Linked DNA regions of Mus musculus: all the other regions are linked to region 7. A link is a contact called in public HiChIP or PLAC-seq and promoter capture Hi-C data. All regions are on one chromosome and are shown on one strand. The core of a region is the stretch at or near the end of the contact, and the rest is flanking DNA. Distances in the headings are between cores, read along the strand shown. Region 1 holds the start of Cdc42ep1 (CDC42 effector protein (Rho GTPase binding) 1). Region 2 holds the start of Snu13 (SNU13 homolog, small nuclear ribonucleoprotein (U4/U6.U5)). Region 3 holds the start of Srebf2 (sterol regulatory element binding factor 2). Region 4 holds the start of Kctd17 (potassium channel tetramerisation domain containing 17). Region 5 holds the start of L3mbtl2 (L3MBTL2 polycomb repressive complex 1 subunit). Region 6 holds the start of Pmm1 (phosphomannomutase 1). Region 7 holds the start of Atf4 (activating transcription factor 4).

What was found. Promoter capture Hi-C pulls out the DNA fragments that hold promoters and counts their contacts. HiChIP or PLAC-seq counts read pairs in DNA pulled down with a chosen protein or histone mark. Capture Hi-C pulls out chosen DNA fragments and counts their contacts.
Region 1: a promoter capture Hi-C map of liver shows a contact between it and region 7, with 6 times the contacts expected there. The contact joins the promoter of Cdc42ep1 here to the promoter of Atf4 in region 7. A contact is called at or near these places in 2 of 39 promoter capture datasets (embryonic stem cells and liver).
Region 2: a promoter capture Hi-C map of liver shows a contact between it and region 7, with 3 times the contacts expected there. The contact joins the promoter of Snu13 here to the promoter of Atf4 in region 7. A contact is called at or near these places in 1 of 39 promoter capture datasets (pre-B cells) and 2 of 9 other capture datasets (adipose tissue and liver).
Region 3: a FOXA1 HiChIP or PLAC-seq map of pancreatic cancer cells shows a contact between it and region 7. The contact joins the promoter of Srebf2 here to the promoter of Atf4 in region 7. A contact is called at or near these places in 1 of 39 promoter capture datasets (liver), 1 of 484 Hi-C or Micro-C datasets (uterus) and 3 of 115 datasets of contacts at active chromatin or transcription factors (embryonic stem cells, microglia and pancreatic cancer cells).
Region 4: a contact with region 7 is called in a promoter capture Hi-C map of liver, with 3 times the contacts expected there. The contact joins the promoter of Kctd17 here to the promoter of Atf4 in region 7. A contact is called at or near these places in 2 of 39 promoter capture datasets (both in liver) and 1 of 115 datasets of contacts at active chromatin or transcription factors (pancreatic cancer cells).
Region 5: a contact with region 7 is called in a promoter capture Hi-C map of pre-B cells, with 5 times the contacts expected there. The contact joins the promoter of L3mbtl2 here to the promoter of Atf4 in region 7. A contact is called at or near these places in 2 of 39 promoter capture datasets (the C10 cell line and pre-B cells) and 1 of 9 other capture datasets (liver).
Region 6: a contact with region 7 is called in a promoter capture Hi-C map of pre-B cells, with 4 times the contacts expected there. The contact joins the promoter of Pmm1 here to the promoter of Atf4 in region 7. A contact is called at or near these places in 1 of 39 promoter capture datasets (pre-B cells) and 1 of 9 other capture datasets (liver).

Annotation. Positions count from the first base shown.
Region 1 is chr15:78,841,211-78,844,261 of GRCm38.p6, reverse strand. Cdc42ep1 (CDC42 effector protein (Rho GTPase binding) 1) reads right to left here and starts at 1,615. Exons shown (of 3, transcript NM_027219.3): 1 at 1,537-1,615.
Region 2 is chr15:82,046,216-82,049,302 of GRCm38.p6, reverse strand. Snu13 (SNU13 homolog, small nuclear ribonucleoprotein (U4/U6.U5)) reads left to right here and starts at 1,705. Exons shown (of 3, transcript NM_011482.4): 1 at 1,705-1,816. The coding sequence starts at 1,814.
Region 3 is chr15:82,145,870-82,149,209 of GRCm38.p6, reverse strand. Srebf2 (sterol regulatory element binding factor 2) reads right to left here and starts at 1,941. Exons shown (of 19, transcript NM_033218.1): 1 at 1,720-1,941. The coding sequence starts at 1,807.
Region 4 is chr15:78,426,844-78,429,948 of GRCm38.p6, reverse strand. Kctd17 (potassium channel tetramerisation domain containing 17) reads right to left here and starts at 1,385. Exons shown (of 8, transcript NM_001289671.1): 1 at 1,082-1,385. The coding sequence starts at 1,291.
Region 5 is chr15:81,662,242-81,665,454 of GRCm38.p6, reverse strand. L3mbtl2 (L3MBTL2 polycomb repressive complex 1 subunit) reads right to left here and starts at 1,566. Exons shown (of 17, transcript NM_145993.5): 1 at 1,431-1,566. The coding sequence starts at 1,454.
Region 6 is chr15:81,959,075-81,962,260 of GRCm38.p6, reverse strand. It overlaps Pmm1 (phosphomannomutase 1), which reads left to right and starts at 1,331. Exons shown (of 8, transcript NM_013872.4): 1 at 1,331-1,546. The coding sequence starts at 1,460.
Region 7 is chr15:80,253,173-80,256,510 of GRCm38.p6, reverse strand. Atf4 (activating transcription factor 4) reads right to left here and starts at 1,327. Exons shown (of 3, transcript NM_009716.3): 1 at 826-1,327; 2 at 1-304. The coding sequence starts at 212. Mief1 (mitochondrial elongation factor 1) reads right to left here. Exons shown (of 6, transcript NM_178719.5): 6 at 3,140-3,338.

The DNA of each region.
Region 1 (3,051 bases), core at 366-2,865, 1.4 Mb after region 7:
CTGTAAAGGTTCCCGGCTCCCATTTTACATGGGGGTTGGGGGAAGAGACCCAGATCACAGAACAAAAACAGCGTGAACCCTGGAGCTGACATTTTACCAACACTGGCAGAATGGCCTTGCCCTCTGAGAGAAGGTGGTAGCTAAGGAGAAGCTAGCATGAGAGGAACGGGACTCAGGCTCTGCACTTCGGCATCCGGGACCAGGGCATGAGTGGCCACAGTGAGGCTTAGTACCCCCACAGAACTCTTATATTTACTGTGCAATGGTCTGGGCACGTGGCCAGGGCTCCCTCAGTAGTAATGACCACAGGGACAAGTTTTGGGGCATTGGCCGGCTCCACTCACTCAGAGGCCAACGGGGTGGATGTGGAGGCAAGGAAGTGGGGTAAGAGAAGCCACTCCGATGGTGGGGAAAGAGAGGGAGCAGAGCAGAAGAGCAGAAGCGCTGCTCCTTGGAGTACCCAGACACACCCTCAGGCAGGTGTGCAGAGCCCCACCTCCCGGACAGCCTGCTGGGGGCGCCGGAGGGGAAGTGTGGGTACAGTGGCTCTTTGATAGATAGCAACACTGAAACCGCGGGATTTTGTTGCTTCCTATTTTCCCCAATTTGTGACATTTGAGATTAGAAGTCCTCCAGGGACATCCCCTCAAAGTCCAGCACTTTGGGGTGGAAGACAGGGAAACTAAGACAAACTGCCCAGAGTCACTGTCCCAGATCAGACTTCTCTGAACTTCGTTGAGCCGGTAGGACAGAAGGGAACCACTGGAAAGTGGGAGGAAAGACGTGTGTGTTGTTGAAAAGGTCTTGCTATATATCTCCCAGGCTGACCTCGAAATTGTGACCGTCCTGCCTCAGTTTCCCAAGTGGTGGCGGTATTAAATTGTGTGTGACACTACCGACTAAGACGTCTTCTTGCCCCAGCACCCCAAGTTAAAGCTAGGCAGTCCCCCCCTCCACCGCTGTGCTCTCTCAGCCTCAGTTTCCCAGTGTAGAAAAACGGCCTTCAAACTTGGCGAGTTGGGACAAGGGCACAATCAGTTGGGATGGGAAGTCCAGGAAAAACTTCAACCAGGAAACATTCCCTTCTGGGAACCTCATAAGAGAGACTTTGGGAGAGTCTCTCGCTCCCGTCCGGCGCGGGCAGAGGGCAGCGGCTGCCGTGGCCAGAAGGGAACCGGACGGGATGACCTCATCCGCTGCTCCAGCCTGGAATGCAGCTGGGGAGGGGGCAGGGTGCCCTGTCCCCATCGTCCGTCCCCCCCACCCCCCAGCTTCCCGCTCCCGCGCTGGCGTCGCCGAGAGGCCCTGGGGTCCCTTCCCTTCCGCTGCCCGCGCAGGAACGCGGCAGACGGCCCTGGGCACCTCTGCTCGCGTCCCAGTATACTGCGTTACCCTTCGGTTTTGGTGCCCTGAGCCGTCCCGCAACGTGACAAAACCACCCGAGAAGTCTGAACTTTCCAGCCTCCTACGGATTGGCCCCGCGCACCCTCCGCGCCCAGGACTGTACGCACTCCCCCGGCCCGCGCCCACGATTACCTCGTGTCGTCGAGCCCGGGGGGTCCAGGGGCGGGCGCGGCGGCGGCGCGTCCCAGCGCTACCCGAGAGTCGCTGGGCCGGTCTGCGCCGCCCTGGCCGCGGGCTCGGCCGCCAGATCCCGGGGCGGGGGCGGGCTGCGGGCTCCCTCCGCCCCTGCTCCGCCCGCGGCGGCCGCGCCCCCTCCCGGGCTGGCTGGCCACGCCGCGAGCGCTGCAGTGGCGCGGCAGGGATGCCAAGCCAGGCCAGGCCCCTGCCCACCACCCCTAGGCGGGGCGACCTCGGGAATGTTCGCTCTGTCTTGAGCCCGGACTGCCTGGAGGAGGCCACTGGGACTCTTTGCTGCCCACTGCTCCTTAGATGACCTCGGGGAGTCCAGGATTGACAGCCCTGTCCTGGGCCTCCAGCCTTTCCTTGCTGGGGCGGGAGGAACTGACCAGAAGACTCGCTGGAATTTTTTTCTTTCTTTCTTTCTTTCTTTCTTTCTTTCTTTCTTTCTTTCTTTCTTTCTTTCTTTCTTTCTTTTTTTTTTAAATGTGGGGCATTCACTCTTTCCCATTTTCTCCATTCCCCATTCCTGGCAACCCAATACAAGCCCCGTCGGGTGCCAGCAGAATATTTAGCTGCTCTGGGGAAGAGGCCTTTACAGCTGACCACTATGTAGAGGGGTGTAGGGTAACCTGTGATAATCTCATGGACCCTTAAGCTGGGATGGCCCTTGTTCCTCCTTGCCTTTCAAGTGTCTCAGTTTCCCCATGGGGCCGGAGACAGGGCTCAGCAGTTAAGAGTGCTTTATGCTCTTCCAGAGGATGGAAGTTCTGTTCCCAGAAACACACACACACACACACACACACACACACACACACACACACATACCCCTACTATAGTGGAGTTATCAAAGCAGACATCAGATATTACATTATCTTCTGTTCTCCGCTCTAACAACTAAGAGAGTTGCTGAACAGGTAAATGAGGTCACACCTTAGAAACCTTTAGTGAGGCCCCCACTACTTCAAAGAAGGCACAAAGCCAGCCATGCTCAAGAAGACAGATCCTAGGCCCCTCCATCCGTGTACCCTCTGATTTTTCTGTGACGACAGACAGACAGGAATCCTGGGGGCTGTGTGTGGCAGTACATGTCCCTAAGGTAGTCTGGGAGTGGGGTATTGAGCAAGGTTCCCTAAAGGAGCAGGAAGCCAGGTTAAGTTTTAAATAGAGATGCAGAGGGCCTAGGAAGTTCACACTGGACAGACTGTGGGCAAAGGCTTTGAGCTCAGAGGCAGGGATGGAGCTGGGCGGTACTGTCCCTGCAGGGGTGAGGAGCCCTAAGGACCGAGGGGGACAGGACAGGACAAGCTCTTACTCCTCCCTCACAGAATGCTGTGCTTCAGGGTTGGCACTCTAAACCCTCACGCTAGCCGACAGGGGGTGGATCATTTTTTCCCAGATGGACAGATGGAGAAACTGAGGCCCAGAGAACACCAGTGGCAGGCAGAGAAGACTGAGATACAGCAGTTC
Region 2 (3,087 bases), core at 456-2,955, 1.8 Mb before region 7:
CAGAAAAAGAAAGGAGAGGAGAGGAGGGGAGGGGAGGGGAGAGGAGGGGTTTCTTTTGAAACAGGGTTTTTCTGTCACCACTGCCAGGCGAACTAAATTATCTACTCAGTCCCCAGAAATTCTTTTATCCCACTCACTCCCTTTTGAAACTGGGCTCTTTCATGTTCTTCCGTGAATTTGTGTTGACACCCCACTACATTTTGGAAACAGGGTTTCTCTGTGTAGCCCTGGCTGTCCTGGAACTTACTCTGTAGACCAGGCTGGCCTTGAACTCACAGAGATCTGCCTGCCTCTGCCACCCAAGTGCTGGGATCAAAGGCATGCGCCACCATTGCCCTGATCAATATTCTTAAAAAGTGTCTCTTATGTGTGATTGTTTGCCTGCATGCAAGTCTGTGCATCACAGTGCCCATGGATGCTAGAAGAGGCAGTTGAATCTTTCTGTAACTGGAGTCACAAGTGTTGTCAGTTGCCATGTGGGTGTTGGGAATTGAACCCATATCCTATAGAAGAGCAGCCAGTGTGCTGAACCAGGGAGGCATCTCGCCAGTCTCTAGAAATGTTCCCTCCTGTTGGCAGTTTGAATCCATGTGGTTGCCTGACCCCCAATGCTAAAAATCTCAAGGTCCGGTTTTAGCTTTGCCACTGTTTGATTCCTGACAGTGGGCAGGCTTCCCTTCTTTACACTTTGTTCTCATCTGTAAAAATGAGGAACTATTTTGTAAGGCTCTTAAAGGTCCTCCCAGTTCTCAGCTCTACAGTTGTGACACAATGAGCTGAAATTGGCTCTAATGGTGGGGTCTGGGCTAGATCCAAATAGCCCCAAGATGTGTTTGGCATCATGTTGGAAAAGACTGAGAAGCCACGAGGATCACGGAAGAGCTCATGGGAGGGAGCGCTAGACTTGAGTTTATCCTTTCATAACGAAGTTTTGGTGCATCACTAAGAAAGGGGCAAGATGCTCAGAAGAAGGAAGCAGGTGTCCTACATAATTACTCCAAACACAACCTCCCTGTCATTCACTAACTAGCCCCCTAGTCCAATGGCTCTTGACCTACCCATTGCTGCAGCTCTTTAATACAGTTCATGTTGTGGTGACCCCCAACCATAAAATTACTTTCGTTGCTACTTCATAACTGTAATCTTGCTACTGTTATGAATCGTGTCTTCCGATGGTCTTCGGCGGCCCCTGGGAAAGGGTCTTTTGACACACACTCCCCAAGAGACTCACAACCACTGCATTATTCCAGCTAATTGTAGAAATCAACCTCCGCCTGAGAGGATGGTTTTGAAAAGGGTACACTATGTACTCAGAAAAAAAAAAAAAAAAAAAAAAAAAAAAAAAGCCTGGCGTGGTGGCGCATGCCTTTAATCCCTGCACTTGGGAGGCAGAGGCAGGTGGATTTCTGAGTTCGAGGGCAGCCTGGTCTACAAAGCGAGTTCCAGGACAGCCAGGGCTGCACAGAGAAACCCTGTCTCGAAAAAAAAAAAAAAGCCTGGTTATGAAATGGCAACCCTCACAACCCGTTGTACTAGTGTGCCACTTCCCGAGTGGTTTATTCACAATCTTTTGCCGATCCTAACTAGAACGCTAATAAAATCTGAAAAAACGCATCTCCCACATCCAAAGATGACTTCAGCACTCTCTTCTTCCGGGAAGGGGGCGGGACGCCGTCATTGCGCGCGCTCTGTGGCGTCACTTCCGCTTCCTGCCGCTTCTGAAGTGATTTCCGCTCCTTTTTCCTGCGCGGCGTTTCAGTCCCTCTTGAGTTGGGCTGTCGTCGAGTCGCGGCGAGACCGGCGCACCGCAGCCATGGTGAGTGAGCGCGGCGGGCCGCAAGCACGGGGAGCGCGGGCCGCGGGCCCTGTTCGCTGCGTCTTGGGGGAGGTGGAGCGCGTGCGACATGTCGCCCGCCCCGAGATGGCCGACCTCCAGGCCCGGGGCTGGAACTCCGGCGGCCCGCGAGGTCGTTCCTGGGGCGGCGGAGTGGAGATCCCGGGCAGCTGAGGTCCCAGGTCGCTGCGGCCCGGTGGGCTTTGCAGCCGTGGGCGTGCCCAGAGGCCGCGGCGAGGGGACAGGCATGGCGCAGCGTGGGAAAATGAGCGCCCCACGTGGGATGGTGAACGCGTGTGGAAGCCCGTCTGTTCTCCTTCTCGTTTTCTTTCTCTTTTCTTTTTAAACACTGGGGGATGAGGTGAAATCCCGGGATGCGAGGCACTCACTACCCACGTCTTCTCCACTCCCGGGGTTGAGGAAGGGGATCGCCGTGGGGTCCGCAGCCAGGGTCTGTCGGGAACTAAGACTTAGGGAATTCGGGGGCGCTTTTTGGTTTAGTTTGTTTTTAGGGGCTCATGGAGCCCTGGTTGGCCTTGGAACTCTGTAAACTAAGCTGGCCTTGAGCTCTCAAGAGATCTGCCTCACCAGTGCTGGGATTAAAGGCGCGTACCATCGCGCCCTCCGGACTAGGTAACCACCACCACCCCACCCTCGCCTCCTTTTTTAAATTTGGGGTCACATGGAATGTGAAGGAAGCTCAGGAAAGGCTCCCACCATGAGAGCGACCGACGCCTTCAGAAATCCGTGGTCCTGGTAGCCCCACGTGGGATGATAGCGTTTGAGCGTCTCCACTTTGTGATGGTGTACAGGGCTCCGTTTGGCTGAGCCCTTTCAGGCCTGGTGCGATTTCATCCAGCCCTTGGGTGGTCGGCTTTGTTTTCGTGCTCCCACCCCTGAGGTTTAGCAACTACTGACCGAGTCTAGAGTTTGAGAGAGAGAGAGTGGCTGAGCCAGTGTTGAACCAGGGAAGAGTTTTGAAGTGCGGTGCTCTTGGTGAACTCTGCAGCAGTTTGTCTAGGCTGGGAAGTGGGGACAACGGGTCGCTTGTAGCAGGCGGAGTACAAACATGCATCGCTTAAGGACGGGCGAGTTCTGGCTTTGGACATGAGATCTCCCTGCCTTGGCCGGCCTCCAGAATGCTGGGCTTACAGGTGTGTGCCACTACACCAAGGCTGGTCAGTCATCATTCTTGGATCCTCCTGATTAGACCAGGAGGCTGCTGCCATAGCAGATGTACTGCTTGCAGTAAC
Region 3 (3,340 bases), core at 692-3,191, 1.9 Mb before region 7:
ATCTATAAGGTTAATATTAACCGCTAAGATGATTTAATAGACTGAAAACGCAGACAAATAAAGATCATTATAAAATGTAAGTACAAAAAAAAAAAAAAAAAAAAAAAGACCAAGATGAATTTTCTCTTGTACCTGCTGGCAGGCAGTTTTAGACATCCTTACTGACTAGGGAACCCTGGGTATGCTAATGAACAGCGCTGGGCTTCAGTCCCAACAACGGTGAGGGGAGATGGCCAGTCTGACATCCATCTTTATCTGACAGGGCTGTGATAAGTATTGGGAACCTGTGTGAGTGCTTAACACTTTTATCTTGTACCTGGGTGCTCAAAACACTTTAGCCACTCCCACGTTCCAAGGAGTAACCCCTCCCATTCGTTAACCTATCTTAGTGTTTAGCGATCCTTGGTGGAAGAATCTGTGGTTAAAAGTGGAACTTCCAATACACGGGCTTGTCACACTGTCTGGATGACCAAAATGAGAAGTAAGGGCGAACCCTAAGGGAAAAATGCTACAAAATGCTACAAAAGCAAAACAGGCACCTGGCCAACACCTTCTTTAAACAACTGTTGTCACTCCTTTCTCCACGAGAGAACCTTCTACCTGCTTCTTCGCCTGCGAAGCGAGGATGTGGCCATCACATCTGCCTGCAAGGTTCTAGATTCTAGGTGTAGTAACATTCCATAAACTGAGTCACTGCCTAGGAGTTCTGGACTCTCTAAAGTAAGTGACCTTAAACGACACCTCCGGCAAAACTGAGCGATACCCAATTCAGCGGGATTGAATAAATGAACTAACGCAAAGTATTTGGGACTGAGAACTTCAGAAGAGCCCTGACTACTGAGAATGACTTAATTACTAGCCTATTTTTCTTAAAGGTGGAGTGGAAAGAAACTAATAGTGGCTCAGAAACAGAAAGAACTGGGCTTTGTTAACCAGCATGATGACCGCGGGCAAGTCTGGGACCCTCTCCAAACCTTCCTTCCCGTGGCTGAAAAGTGAGAGAATTTTAAGAGAGGTTCCCTGGGCTCCTACCAGTTCTTCCACTTCGCTGTTAAGGCCGCCGAAACAAAGGCCACCAGCTCCCTAGTCTGTACCCGAGGGGCCACAACTCAAAATTCTTGCTGCTCAACTCCCTTTGCAGTGCGACAGCAGGAGCGCCCGGGTCTCCATCCAAGGCCGCCGCACTCTGCGGTCTCTGTCCACTCCATCAGTAACTTGCTTTTTGCAGCTGTTGCCCAAAGTTTTCCAGAGCGCCCGCAGACCCGGCTGTCAGTCAATCCCGAAAAGAGCGGGGGCGTGGGGGAGCCGAGCCCGGGAGCGCAGTCCGGGAAATCCCGAAGCCGCTCCAGTGGCCAGGCAGGGAGTGACAGGTGCGACGCGGGACGCCGGCGAAGACCGGACAAACCAGAGCGCGTGTGGGCGCGCGAGGGAGGCAGCCGCCTCGCTTTCTCCTCTGGCGGCACTCGCGACGCCCCCAGCCCCGCTTCGGGCCCCGCGGCGCCCACGACTCCTCAGCCACCGGGAGCCCTGCGTCACGACCCGGGCTCAGACTCTGGAGCCAGAAGAACTGGGAACCTCCCGGGCAGCCCGGCCCCCGCGGGTTCCTTCCCGCGCACGCCGGGGCGATCGCGGGGTGGGCGCACGCGCACCCGCGAGCGCCGCCGTAACCCCTTCCTCCCCGCGCGCCCCCCGCACTCCCACCCAGCCGCCGCCACTCACCGTCGATGTCCCCGAGAGTCAGCTCATCGCCCAGCTCCGTGAGGGTCTCCATGGTCTCCAGAACGCCCAGCTCGCTGCTCTCATCCATCGCCCAGCTTGGCGCAGAGTCCCCCGTGAGGTCCAGCTCAGGGAGACGCGGAGGCGGTACCGCCGCCACCGCCCATGACACCCGACAGCCCCCACCTGGTACCGCCTCACCGCCCCGTGCCAACCGCCGCCATGTTTGAGCTGCGCCCCGACTCCACGGAAGGGGCGGGGCAGAATTCCCCCGCCCCGGGCCGCGCCCACTGCAGCCCCGCCCCGAGCCTCCGCACCCCCAAGTTTGTTGTCAATGGGACCAGGCTTGCATTAGCCAATCGGCGCGCGAAGCGGCTCATGGGGTGATGGTGCGTCATCGATCAGCAGCTCAGATTTGCATAGCGGGACTCCGCCCCTCACGGCATCCAAGCGCCAGCGGAGAGTAGCCGCCGGGTCCTCGTCCCAGCCTTCTTCTGGCTTAAAGGAGCCGCTACTTTTCCGTTGGATCAGCTCCAGGAGCAACTTTGTCGAGAGCCCGGAAATAGAAGGGTTAACGCACCGCTGTCCGGCGCTACCTTCTACCACCGCCCCCTTTACTCTAGGAGCACATTACGTCATCTCCCCAGTTGCCTCTTCCCTCCCCCTAGCTCTGGGTAGAATCATAGTACCCTAACATTCTGGGATAGGCTATCCAGACCCTAAGTCACACTTATCCCATCCGAGACTTAACAGGGTCTTGAGATCACCTGAGTATTGTGAACATTTTACAACTGGCCCTCAATTTTGGGAAACCTCGATCATTCTAAGGCCTTCAGACAAGGTCATTTGTTCAATGGTCTCTCCAGGTGAGGCCCCACTCCTGCAGTCACCTCACTGCATCATCTTACAGGTAGTCGGTCACACTGCACACAAAGGTGCACGCTTCCAAGAACTTATCCGAAGAAACAAAAAGATTAGTGTTCCGAGGAATGCTATTAAGTACATGTATTCAAAGACATTCATCACAAAGTTCTCTAACGGGAAAACAGTAACACAGTAAGGCATCAGGTACATAAATTACCTCCAAACAGTAGAATATCAGGGCATCGTTAAAAAAAAGAAATGCTGGAATGGACATCTGAGAAAGGACCTAAGTGTATACTGAGAGGAAGAAGGTTTTCATGGCATACATAGGAAGAGCTTCTTGTGAGTCTGAGGCAGTTGTTCTTAGGGGGTCAGAGCTGAAGGCTCTGTGGGGAGACCTGCATATCCAATAAGCCACTTCCTGCTCCTGGGCTGGCTAAGCAACTGTTTGCTGATAAGCCTGGTTTGTCATCTTTAAAACAGCACAAGACCACAGTTGTCATTGTCACATTTATTTGATTTCCGTGGCAAGCAAACAGCTCTTAACTTCTGGGATGAAGTGTTCCAGCAGGCTCTGAGGGGGAAAGGGTCTCCAGTGAAGGTATTGCAGCTCTGAGAGGGAAAAAGATCCTGGCAATCAGGCGCCTGGGAATACCCACAAAGTCACATCACAACAAGTCTCACAGGAGAGATTTACTGGGAGAGGCGCCTCTGCTGGGGGACAAGAAATAGCAAAGAACTGAGCAAGAGACAGGGTTTC
Region 4 (3,105 bases), core at 136-2,635, 1.8 Mb after region 7:
CATACACACATACACACACACACACATAAACTCAAGTCACCACAGGCTGGCTGGAAGAATGGCTACAGGGAGAGAGGAAGCAGGAAGAAAGCAGTAAGGATCTGGGTTCGAACCCTGCCTCTGCCTTTTCCAGGCTGTGTGACCTTGAGCCAATCATCTGGCCTCTGGAGCGTTGCTTCTTTCTCCCATAGTCAGAGGATTAGATGTGAGTATAGAGGGTGACCGGATTCCTGAGTGGCCCCTTACCTCTCTCTCAGCACAGGACCCAGTGAATTTCCCTCTTAGGAAAGTTTCCCTCTTGGAGGCTGTGTACCGCGCCCACCCCCACCCCCAGCCAACCCCACTATTCACTAGATGTTTGCAAGTTTCCAAAGAAGCTGCACTCTGATTGGACAAGTGCAGCCTGCAGGGAGGACTGGGATCTGGACAACCCAGCACAGAAGACGGAGACATCAAGGGACAGGGGACTCACCCAAGGGCACAGTGTAAGAGGGCCACAGAATGGGGGACAGGGGACTTTGACAAGCCAACTCCAGAGGCCTTGCACACTAGGAGGCCAAAGTCAGAGAGCAGGGAAGTTCCCCTCTCCTCCCGATTCCTCCCTGGTCATTTGGGAATTTGGCAGGAGAGCAGGGTGAGCCCACAAGTGATAGCTCCAAAGCCAGTGCTCTTCCCTACATTAAGCCCAGCTCCAAGACACCCAGGCCTCCTCCATCTAGTTCCTTGTACCCTTCAGCTGCCCACACCCTAAGGGCGGGGAGAAGCAGCCGCATCAACTCCTTTAAGAGTCAGCCAGGGCAGTAAGGCAGGCCCGGTTTGTTGGTCCCTCCCCAGCGCTCCACAGTAAGGAAGCGTCCCGGATCTGGGGCAGCTCTCCAAAGCTCTAAATGGCTGCGGCCTGTGCTGTCCCGTTGCCACGGCAATGGGTATAGCTATTCCTCTCGGCTCCTCTTCCTCCCCCTCCTCCTGCCTCGGCTCCCCGCCTCAGAATCCTAGGAAAGCCAGAGGCCGAGGGACGCGCAGGCGGGACAGCCCGGGAGCGCGGGGCCAGGACCCCCCTGTCAGCGGGCTCAGGGCTCACCCTGTCCGATTGAAGCTCTTCGCCCTGACACAGGCGGCTGAGGAAGGACTTCTGCTCCCGACACAGCGTCTGGCGGGTGGTCAGGAACACCGTGCCCCCCACGTTCAGCCGCACCCACTTGCCCCAGCCGCCCCCGGGGCGGCCGCCCGCCCCCACCGGTGGCGCTGCCTCCCCGGCCTCCATCCTCATCGCCGGCCGCGTTGTCTGCATCCTTCCCTCCGCACGCCGCGGGCGAGTACCAGGTGCAGGGCATGCCGGGAGCTGTAGTCTGGAGCCAGGGCTGGGATGCTCTGCGCTTGTCCTGGTGTTGCTCGGACAGCACGTCCCGCCCCACATTGCCTTTCTTGGTGATCTATCATCTGGTCTCTCCGTGTGGCCAGACTGCTTGGTTTGCAGAAGGCCCTGCGAAAACAGTGATTTCCTCATTGGCTATCCCCCCCCATTTGTTCTGCTTTGTACGGGGGCCCCAGCTGAGGAATACCTGACCTGAGAAGAACTTTCTTCCTCCAGAAATTCCTATATTTACCTGAACCTACTTTTAAAAATAGGCGCACGCGCCTGTGTGTGAGCATGTGCGTGTGTGCATATGCGTGCATGAGCCACATCAGCAGTGTTTCTTTTTTGTCCCGTGTGTGGCAAAGACCACGGGGATGAGGTATAGTCACCACCTCTTCCTAAATTCTTTGAGGATATGTAGTTGGGCTTAGGGCTGGCTGAACGTTTCTGTGTGCCAGAAGCTGTGTGAGCATACATATGACTCCTTTAAGCTTCCTGCATCCCTGCCGGGTTGCTCTGGATGCCAGTCTTGGTCTAGTCTGAATGCTACGGAGTCTGCTTAAAGAGTGAACGTTCAGAAGATGAAGTTCAGGTACTGGCTTCTCTGGTGCCACTTGGCTTCCATATGTGCTTGACCTGAAGCTTGGAGATGAGGCATGGATCGGCTCTACAAAGTGGGGAAGGGGAGTTTTAGAATAGCCCCCTCCCCCATGATGCTGAGATGCCCAGGCCCCCCAGATGCCTTTCCTTGATGGGAGTGTGGGGTGTGCAGCAGGACTGGGGAGGCTCCAAAGCTCTCAGCAAAGGAGGAATGGGCTTAGGGTTTGGAAATGGTCACTCTAGCATTGGCATTCAAGGTGATTGCTGGGCTAGCAGAATGGAGAGGAAACAGGGGAGGGGGAGGATCCTGTTTGGGGGACATGGTCACTGCTGTTCTCACCCCACTGTTCAGTGAGTTCCTGAGGACAGTTGTTCCTTTTAGGACAACACAGCAGGTACAAAAAGACCTGACTTAGGGATGGCCTAGTTTCACTTTCTGTTGATGTAATATTAACATCCTGCCAAAAGCTAACGTAGGAAGAAAATGGTTTATTTGGCTCATAATTCCATATGAGCTCTTTGCTATAGGGAAGTCTAGGTTCCAGGACCTCGAGGCAGCTAGCCACATCCACAATCAAGAGCAGAGAGAGAACAAATGTATGCTTGTACTCAGCTCACTGTCTCCACTCTTACACCGTCCTGGGCTGAAGCCTAGGGAATGGTGTCTCCCACAGTGGGCTGTGTCTTCCCACATCAATTAATGTAATCAAGACAATCTCCTACAGTCATGCCCACCTGATTCAGACAATTCATCACTAGCTCTCTTCACAGGTGATTCTAAACTGTGTCAAGCTGACCCATCACTGGGGAGGTGAGAGGGGCAAACCCCTTGCAAAGGATGGAGGTCAGATCTTCCTCCTTCGGGCTGCACATATACCTGTGATGTCCTCCAGGCAGGGCCCTGTTATAAGTACCTGGCCACAGACACCAAAAGCATCCATCAGAGATAAGTTCATTGAGCACCGTGCTCTCAAGACCACACTCTTGGTGTGCCATCGCGATCAGGGTGATGACGGCAGCCACCAGGACAGCAGGTACTGTTCACTGAGAGCTTTCCTGGTTCAAGTGGTGCCCACACATGGGCCGTCCTCATTCCGGGACTCTCAGATATGGATCCTACTTTTCCATGCCTCTCTTACAGTAGATAA
Region 5 (3,213 bases), core at 317-2,816, 1.4 Mb before region 7:
AAAGAGAATGGACTGTTTCCTCCAATGACCACATGGCTAAGTGCAAGCTGTGGTTGGTTTGAGCCTCTGCTCAGCACCAAGACCCCTCATACTGGTAGCTTGGGTACAGAGCAAAATTCCAATTTCAAAGAACAGCATCTATTGAAAAGATACTGTTTCCACACCACTATCAGGTCAAAAAACGCTGCCAGGGATCAGAGATCTACACAATAATGTGGAAATATCCTAAGCACCTCAAAAAATTTTTACTGGGCTAGAAGGCATTTGAAACTCTTTCTTCCCTCTTCTGTATATGTACATCCAAATGATCTCAACTCAGAAACAAATTTAAGACTGCCAGGCCCTCTTGCTGCTGCCTAGACCACTGCTCCTTGCAATGTATCCAATAAACCTGTTTTCTTCCTTAAAGGAAAACAGGGAAAAGAAAAAAAGACTGAGAAAATTGAGACCCAGGCTATCCCAAGGAGGCTTTGAGTCAGATGACTAATTGTATGGTGGTATGGACCACAGCCGTGAGTTGAGCTCTGATTGAAATCAGCTACTGATCCTGGGGCAAGTCACTTAAGGTCTGTGGGACAATTTTCTCATCCACGACAGCTGTTGGCTCACAGAATGTGAGGTAGCGATGAAATGCTACATAAAAACGTACCTAGCTTGTAATAGGAAAAAACGTGCCTAGCTTGTTGGGCAAGACAGAGGTAAAGAGAATGACGCTTTGGGCCAAGGTTCAAATACGATCTCTAGTGCTTCCTAGCTGTACGATGCACAGCGAGTCAAATGCACTGCCTCGGTTTCCACCAAATAAAGACAACACCACTATTTAATAATATTTTGGGAAGGGATGATAAACGTAAAACACTCAACAGTGCTCAATAAAGCTTAGCAATTATTACCGCTAGGAAACGGCAAGAGACTTCAAATGCAAGGTGCGGTGGGTCACCGGCTGCGGTACCACGGAAAAAGCGTAACGCAGTTTTGGAAACTGACGTACTTGGTGACAACCTCTTGCACTTTGCAGCTGTGTCGACCCAGAGGGCTGTTTTAATCCCTCCCTAAAGAAGATGGCTGTGAGCGTACGGGGAGACCAGCACGTGAACGCTCCCAGCGTGGAGTAGGAATCAACTCCGATCTTCCTCCCTTCACTTCCCGCGTGGAAGGGACAGGCCGCACGATCCTAAAGCTCAGAACCATGAAACCAAGACAAAGTTCAGAGCCCAGTTTCCCTGCCCCTGGCTAGGGAGGCGTTGCCATCCTTCCTTCGTCACCAGACCAAAAGGAACCTCGGGGGCCTCTGGCCGAGGCTAAGCTCCGTACCTCAGTTTACCAATCCTGCAACTGTCCACCACTAAGACATCGCTAAAACGGCGCGTCCGCCGAGCGAGGCGTTTGGGGCTCCCCTTCCCGCTTGGGCTGAGCCCTTTCCCTCTTACCTCAGTGCCCCGCGGTTTCTCCATGATACCAAATTCAATTCCCTCAACCGTCACCAGGTGCAGGAAGCCATATTGCCCTCGCCGCTCTCCGAGAGTGTGCTCATTGGCTGCTGCGCCCGAGCTGCGGGCCAATCATGCCGCAGGAAATAGGAAGCCGGTTCCGCGCTCGCCCGCGCCCCGCCTCCATTAAGGAGGGGCTGGGTAGCCGTGAGGATTAGGGGAGTTGTAGTTTTCTCCTGGGTGCACGAAAAGGGTCGTTGCCTTAGTAATGCGAAATCTCCTGAAGGGTACTTCTAGGGTTTTGTTGTTGTTTTTTCAGAGACAGGGTTTCTCTGTATAGTCCTGGCTGTCCTAGAACTCACTCTGTAGACCAGGCTGGCCTCGAACTCAGAAATCCGCCTGCCTCTGCCTCCCAAGTGCTGGGATTAAAGGCATGCGCCACCACGCCCGGCGGGTTTTTTTGTTTTTTGTTTTTGTCCTTTCTTAGTCAAATTTCAAACCATCTGAGCACAAGGGATTGGACGTGCCAGCCCCCCCCCCACACACACAAAAATTCGCACTCTCCCCAGGGGCCCCAGACAAAAATTCACACTCTCCCCAGGTAGGAAGTAAAGGTGCTCTTGGACAGGAATGCCTAGCAGAAATGCCTAATCCCTCTTTCAATTCAGACAGGAACAGGAATATTCTTAAACTCTATGTCCGTCTGCTCGCTGGGGCTTATGAGATGGTTTAGTAGGTGAAGGATCTTGTTCCATGAGCCTTTCTACCTGAGTTCAAATCTCTGAGCCACAACATAAACCTGGAAGTCAAAAAGCTACTCACAAAGTTGTCCTGACCTTTGTGTCACGCACATAAAACAAACACACAAGCTAAATAAATAAATGGGGAAAAAAAAGCCTTGGACTGGAGAAATGGTTCAGTGGTTACTGGCCACTTTTCCAGAGGTACCAGGTTTGATTCCCAGAACCCAGAACAACTCACAAAATTCTATAAACCCAGTTATAGTGGATCCTACTTTCTCTTCTGGCCTCTGATGACGCCAAGCACTAACATGGTCCATACATATGCATTCAGCAAAACCCCCATATCCACAAATAAATTATACGGATAGATGTTATAACCTTAAATCTAGGAGAGATGACTCAGCCTGTAAGTGAGTACAGCCAGAGCATGGAAAGCTGAGTTTTGCCCCCCAGTGCATGACAGAGCATGCCTGTGATCCCAGCACTAGGTAAGCAGACACAGAAGGATTCCCATGGCCTGCTGACCAGCCAGCAGCGATACAGTGGATAGCAAGAGATTGAAGAAGACACCTGAAGTCAACGCTTTTGCCAACTGGAGTATACATGTGGATTGAGTCCCCTATAGAACTACTCCTTCCCATCCTGGGTTCTCAGGAATTGTATGGCCTTACAAGCATCTAAAGTTCAGACAGGTCTGGATTAGTTTACTTATCCTACGTGAGGGCTCCCAGACCCACTCCCAGCTCCCTGCCTCTCTGCGTTGCTTTTTATTTTTAAATTTTTATTTATTTACTTTTTTAATGTGTTATAGGAGTTTTGCTTGCACGTATGACTGTGCACCATATGTGTGGCCAGTGCCAACAAAAGCCAGAAAAGGGTGTGGGATATCATGGAACTGGAGTAACACGGTGGTTATGAGCTGCCATGAAAGTGCTGGGACCGAACCTGGTTCTCTGAAAGAGCAGCCAATGAGCTTAAAAACTGAGCCCTCTCTCCAGCTTGTTTTTATTGTTTCTATTGTTTTGATTTTTTTTTTTTTT
Region 6 (3,186 bases), core at 82-2,581, 1.7 Mb before region 7:
ACCACATGGTGGCTCACAACCATCTGATGACCATTTCTGGTATGTCTGAAGACAGCTACAGTGTACTCATATAAGTAAATAAACCTTTTTTAAAAAAGGTACTTCTGAACATCTCTGAACACCATGATTCTCTCTCACTTGCTTATTCTGTCTGTCTGTCTGTCTTTATTTCTCTCTCCCTCTCATGTTCCCACTCCATTTCCCCAATAAACCTTGCCCTAGATCTGTTCCTGGCATGATGTCTTTTTTTTTTTTTTTTTGGTTTTGGTTTTTTAGAGACAGGGTTTCTCTGTGTAGTCCTGGCTGTCCTGGAACTCACTTTGTAGACCAGGCTGGCCTCGAAATCAGAAATCCGCCTGCCTCTGCCTCCTGAGTGCTGATATTAAAGGCGTGCTCCACTTATTACTCTTACTGAGGACCTGAGTTCAATTCTCAGCACCCATACTGGGCAGCTTACAACTGCTTGTACCTCCAGAACTAGGAATCTGAAGCTTTCTTCTGGCCTCCTGCAGAGGATCAGGGATTTGACACCCAGCACCTACAAGGAAGCTCACAACTGTGGGTAATTCCAGGTCCAGAGGATCTGACACTCACTTCCATCCTGACTTAGGTGGGCTCCTGCATGTACTTAGTGCACATCACCCCAGGCACACACGACAAAATAACACAACAAAAAAGACTCGCATAAAAGCTTACAAGTTAGAGATTTATGGCATATTGGCCCTTAGTAGGTTACTTTTGATTGGAAAAAAAAAAAAAGCAACAAACATTTCTCACAGTAGGTAAAAGCCATCATGGGATATTTTTCTCTTTTCTTCCTTCTCTCTCTCCCCCTCCCTTTTTTTGTTGTTTGTTTTGTTTTAAAAAATAGGGTCTTATCCAAGGCTGTCAAGGCTACAAAGGGAAACTCTTGTTTTGAAAAAACAAAACAAAACAGAGTATGTAGCCCTGGCTGGCCCGGAACTTGTTTTGTAGATAAGGGCCTCTGCCTCAGAAGGGCTGGATCACAGGTGAGCCAGCACGCCGGGTTCTCCCTGAGACTTCAAGCTCAAGATGACAAGGCAATACCTTCGTCCTACTAACCTTGGGAATCACAAGCAGAAGGCTCTGAGTCCCGCCCTTGCCCCCCAACCCCCCCCCCCCCCCACCGTAGGGAGCGCCCTGAGATCAACCTCAACCCGCTGGCCCGACACTGTCTTCCGGTTCAACCCCTTTTCCCGCCGGTTCCTATCTCCGTCGGGTACGAGGACTCTGACCCCGCCTACTGCCACGCCCCTCAATCCTAGGTGCCTGTACTCTTCTTTCGGCGCCGCAGGCCCCGCCCCCTCGCGGGAGGGCCGATGGCCACTGCTCCTCCCCGTGCTGCGCAGCTGGCCCCGCCCCGGCCCCGCCCGGCCTCTGTCGCACGCGACCCTGGCGGTGGCTGCAGCGACAGCGCTTGGCGCGCGGAGCTACAGCCATGGCAGTCGCCGTCGAGGGCGCCCGCAGGAAAGAGCGCATCCTCTGCCTGTTTGACGTGGACGGGACCCTCACGCCAGCTCGCCAGGTAAGGGCCTCGAGGTTCCAAAGCTCCCGCCCAGAGTCACGCCGGCATCCGTGACCCAGCGTGAAGCCGTCACTGCCATGTCAACGCAGACACCTGCGCGACCCTGTCGGAAACGTGGAGTGCAGTGGTACCGGCTCCTGTCACCGAGGAGATGGGACCCAGGCCCTCTCGGCCTTCCAGGCCTCAGCGCTCCCCGCGCGGGTTGGCATCCACGTTCCTGCCGGGAGCGCAGATGCTGTATCCAGCCTCCGGGAGGAGCGTCTATGGGCGATAGGGCGGGTATCCCCAGTTCCAGGCTTGCACAGGCCCAGGCTGGGCTCTGGGGTGGTCTTACCCCATTTTAGCCCTAGGATGCACAACTAGTCCGTCCTCAAGCTAGCGTGAGAACGCGGCGTTCCAGGCAGAGCTCCGTGCGCTTCTAAGCCCACGGTCGCCCTCTACTGAGGGCAAGGAAGATCTCTGAGTCTTTGCACTCTGGCGTCCATAGGCCTAAAACTGGGTTTAGCTCCTTAAGCCTCTTAGGATGTTTGTTTACCTTCCACCTGGAGTTGGAGGGAAAGAGAGCTGCTTTTCTGATGAGTTTTGGTTTTTGTTATTGGTATCCTTTTGGTTCCACCCATGTGAAGGTGAAAGGCCCCAGGGCTAGTCTGTTTACAATAGAAGCACTGTAAAAAATGGGAGTGCATTCTCCTGTCTGCACTTTATAGTTCACCCTCCAGTCTTTAGCCATACCTAGTTTTTCTCCCTTCGAGTCATCCTGGGTCGTTCTCACCCATCCTTCTACCTTTGGGATCACCGGGATGATCAGAGCAGAAATGGGGGTGGGGGGCCGAGCTACTGGGCAGAAGCCCGTGTGAACCTAAGTCTTAGCTTCCTGGTAGGCCTTCCACTCTCCAGAAGGAATCGGGCATCTTTCTTTCCATCCAGCAGAGGTGGATCAGGAAGATGCAGGATTGGAAAGGAGGTGGTCTAGCCTAGGCATGCCTGATCCTTGTGCTGCACTGACTTGGCAAGGCCTGAACAAGAACCGCCTGTCAATTTGTCTACTACTAGACAGACTTAATGCTTACTAGAAAAGCTTAATGCTTTTTTTTTTCTTCTTCTTTTTTCTTGTTTTGGTTTTTTTGAGACAGGGTTTCTCTGTATAGCCCTGGCTGCCCTGGAACTCACTCTGTAGACCAGGCTGGCCTCGAACTCAGAAATCTGCCTGCCTCTGCCTCCCAAGTGCTGGGATTAAAAGCATCCGCCACCACTGCCCTGCAGTTTAATGCTTTCCAAAGCTAATTTTTAATTATACATGTAAGTAATGAAAACTTTAAAGGCTAAAGACCACTTCGAACCTCGCCAGTATCCCAGGCCCAGCCCCCATCCTCGAGGTAGTATACTGGAGCCCCTTTATCTCAATTGCTTTGCCCACAGCACATACTAGACATGATTTTGTGAGGCTCTGTTTCTGACTTGGCATTATCCTGCTTATGGTATCCTGCAAGTTCCTTTAGACCATAAACAGCATGCTTTAAGACCTTGCCCCGTTGGAAGCACAGATCTGGCTTTATCTGTGCCCTGGTCTGGTAATGTTTCCAAGGAAGTATGTGTCACTGTCTGGCAGATAAGCATAAGAGTTGCTTGCAGCCAGTATT
Region 7 (3,338 bases), core at 78-2,577:
TCTGAGGCACTGGCCAAGCCATCATCCATAGCCGGCCATTCCGAGGAGCCCGCCTTGTCGCTGGAGAACCCATGAGGTTTCAAGTGCTTGGCCACCTCCAGATAGTCATCTAAGAGACCTAGGCTTTCTTCAGCCCCCAAACCCGACTGGTCGAAGGGGGACATCAAGTCCCCCGCCAACACTTCGCTGTTCAGGAAGCTCATCTCGGTCATGTTGTGGGGCTTTGCTGGATTCGAGGAATGTGCTTAACTCGAAGGTATCTTTGTCCGTTACAGCAACACTGCTGCTGGATTTCGTGAAGAGCCTGGATGGGGACCCAAAAGCAAGTCCAGTCATCTTTCTATCTAAGATGCCGGATGGCCAAATCCCAGAAGCGTCTACAGGGAGAGCACGCGGGCCCAAGGCCATTGTGTAAGCCTCCCCGGCCGCCAGCTCGGGTTGCACAAGATGGAGGCTTAGCTTTGCTTCACCGGCCACCCAGAGGAAGCAGCTTGTCCTCGCGTCCTAATACGGCCAAGGCCGCCGCGCCCCGCCCCCGTGACTCACACCCCCGCCCCACCGCCATCTTGGGCATCGCCACGTTCGCAGGATGACACGGGGACCCCGGTGAGCCCGAGATGATTAAGCTAAGACAGGACGAAGGGGCAGCAGTAGCGCTTTAGACACTCCTCCGCCCAGCTCTGCCCGGGAGCGCCGGCGTCGCAGGCAACGCAAACAAGGCCGACGCGTCCGGCCGCTTGTAAAACCGCGTGTGCCGGCCACCGCGCCCGGGCCGCACCCAACCACAGCGAGGCCCCCGCCCTCCGCGGCCGGCCCCATACTCACGCCATGGCTTAGGCCGGTGGGGGTTGCCGCTGCAGAGCCTGGTGCTGCTGCCGCCGCTGCAAAGGCCAACGCTGCCGCAGGCACTGCTGCCTCTAATACGCCATGGTGGCCGCAAGCCCTGCGGGAGGGGAAGAGGAAAGGGACACCCGAGCACACAACTTAAACCGGCAGACAGCAAGCAGAAATGGCGGCGGCACGCCCTAAACCCGCCCTTTATAGCCTCGGCCAGGGACGCAGCACACCGCGTATCCTCCCACTGTGGTCACGTGATCCTACCGCAGCGCCACCAAACCGCCTCTCACTGACGCCCTCGCCCGCCCCAACCCTTCTCCGCTGTGCTCGGGGGGTAACTGTGGCGTTAGAGATCGTCCTAAAGGCCCCATGAGAGAAAAGTGCACTACTTTATAGGTTGACGACCAGCCGCGGTCTGGTTCCGGAGCGCGGAGGGATCGCTCGTTGACGAATTTCCGGTGTCTTACAAGGCGGGGTGGGACACCTAGCCAAAGCTCTGACGGTCAAAGCCGAAGCTGCCAGGTTATCACGCGAGACGCCGTCGGAGCGCGCGTCGAGCTGATTGGCCCAGGCGTGGCGAGTCACCTAAACCTCAAGTTCCTATTGGCTCTGCACCTGGGCGCTCTAGGATCAGGGGTCTGCGTGGAAAGGGAGGAGCCACCAGAGGTTCCGGGCGCCAGACTGTCACACCTGCCATCTCTTGTCAGATGTGATCCATGTGTATTTGCTCTCTCCGGCATCGCTCCGCACCGAGCAAACAGCTTCCAGGCGTGACCTTTGGGCTGGAAGCCATCTTTTCATGTATTTGTTGTTTCCAGAACCGAGTGGGCAGGCTTCAGGCATGTGGAGAGACCCTTCTGAGTTAGCTGGTCCAAACCTTCAGCTTCCTGTCAGTCCTGGGACAGGGACGGCACTTGGAGGCAGGGCGTTCGTGTTGGGGTCTTCTTGGGAGATATTCCGGTTCCTCCAGTTCAGCGATTTCCCCTGAACCGGGGAAACATGCCTAACCTCAGGTCTAACCTCCTATGCCCATCCTCCCATCATAGAGGCCCTCACTGCCGGTTTGTATAGGGTCAGTTCCCTTAAGATCAGGTTTATTCAGTTGGCTCTCAAGCCTTAACTTCCAGGTATCACCTTCCCAAGAAGTCATCCTGATGAGTGAGCCTGCCGCCTAAGTGATCGGGAGCCCCAGGTACTGGTCAAGGCCTCACCATAAAGGATGCTGTTTTGAGAGTGCTGAGAGGCTCTTTCCAACTCCAGCCTGGAAATCTTAAAAAGAGTTTCCACTTCTGTTTAAGTGACTCACACAAATACCACTCAACTGGCACAGTGCCTGCCACTTACTGCTCAGTGATTATTTGCAAGCCTTGTACAACCCAACCCTAGCGCTCGGGTACCATAGTTCAAGGTCGTCCTTGATTATATGATTGATTGCTATTTATTAATTCGAACCTAACTCTCCAGTCCCTATATCCCTAACTCCATCCTCCTTCCTCAGAGGAGCCTTTATTATTGTTTACTGAGACGGAACCAACCATAAAACACGAGGCCTACATAATGAGATGTTTTTATACCCAAAGAAGTCACAAGTGCATGTGCACACATACAGAAGTTACCTAGTCTTTCCATGCAAAAGCAACAAAAGGGTAACTATGTCCTCTCTTTGCTCTGGAAACCAAAACAGCAGCCACACTGCTACATTAAGTGGACATCCCTTACAAGTTTCTGTCCCCTAAGCATAATGTACCCTGCAAACCATGGTTTTTAACCTATGCTGAGTTCCTAACTCTATGATGTATGCCCACCCCTTGCTTTGCTAAACTCCTGAACCTGTGATACATGACTGCCTTTTGCTATACAAAAACGTGCCTCCCCAGAAACCTTCCACGTGGTGTAAGCTTGCACTTCTTTTTCTGGCCTCCTTTCTAACAGCCAATTATCCTAGCAGCTGTTTTCTATCACATGTATCTACCCTGCAGGCAGCCTGGAGTCCCCCCACTCTTCTGTTAGGGTGCTAACAACCAATTATCCCAACAGCTGTTTTCTATCAACCCTAATGCTTTCCCATAAGAGTCTCCAAACAGCCAGTGAGGGGCTGTTTGGCTGGCCAAAGCTTGCTTAACCAGTCATGGAAATTTTTTCTCAGCTCTAACAAGGCTCCTGACCATACAGGTTGGCCATACAGAAGTTTAAAATTATTGACACTAGAGATCCCAGGAGAATGTCTGGTGGCTTCTTTTCCCCCGTCGTATTCCTAGCACCGATGTAAGAATATACCTGATACCACATAGACACGTCAGAGTTGTTGGAAAGGAGATTTTTATTTTCTTCTTCCCATGCTGCAGAAGACGCTGATTTCACCAGTTCAATTTCTCTCCTTCAAGGAGAAGGAGGATAAAGGTTCTCTGGGCCTTAGTAGCTAAGCTGCTCCTATATGGCCCCAGCCAAGACAGGACACAAAGATTAGTGACTGATTCCATTCTACCAGCAGGCAAGTGACT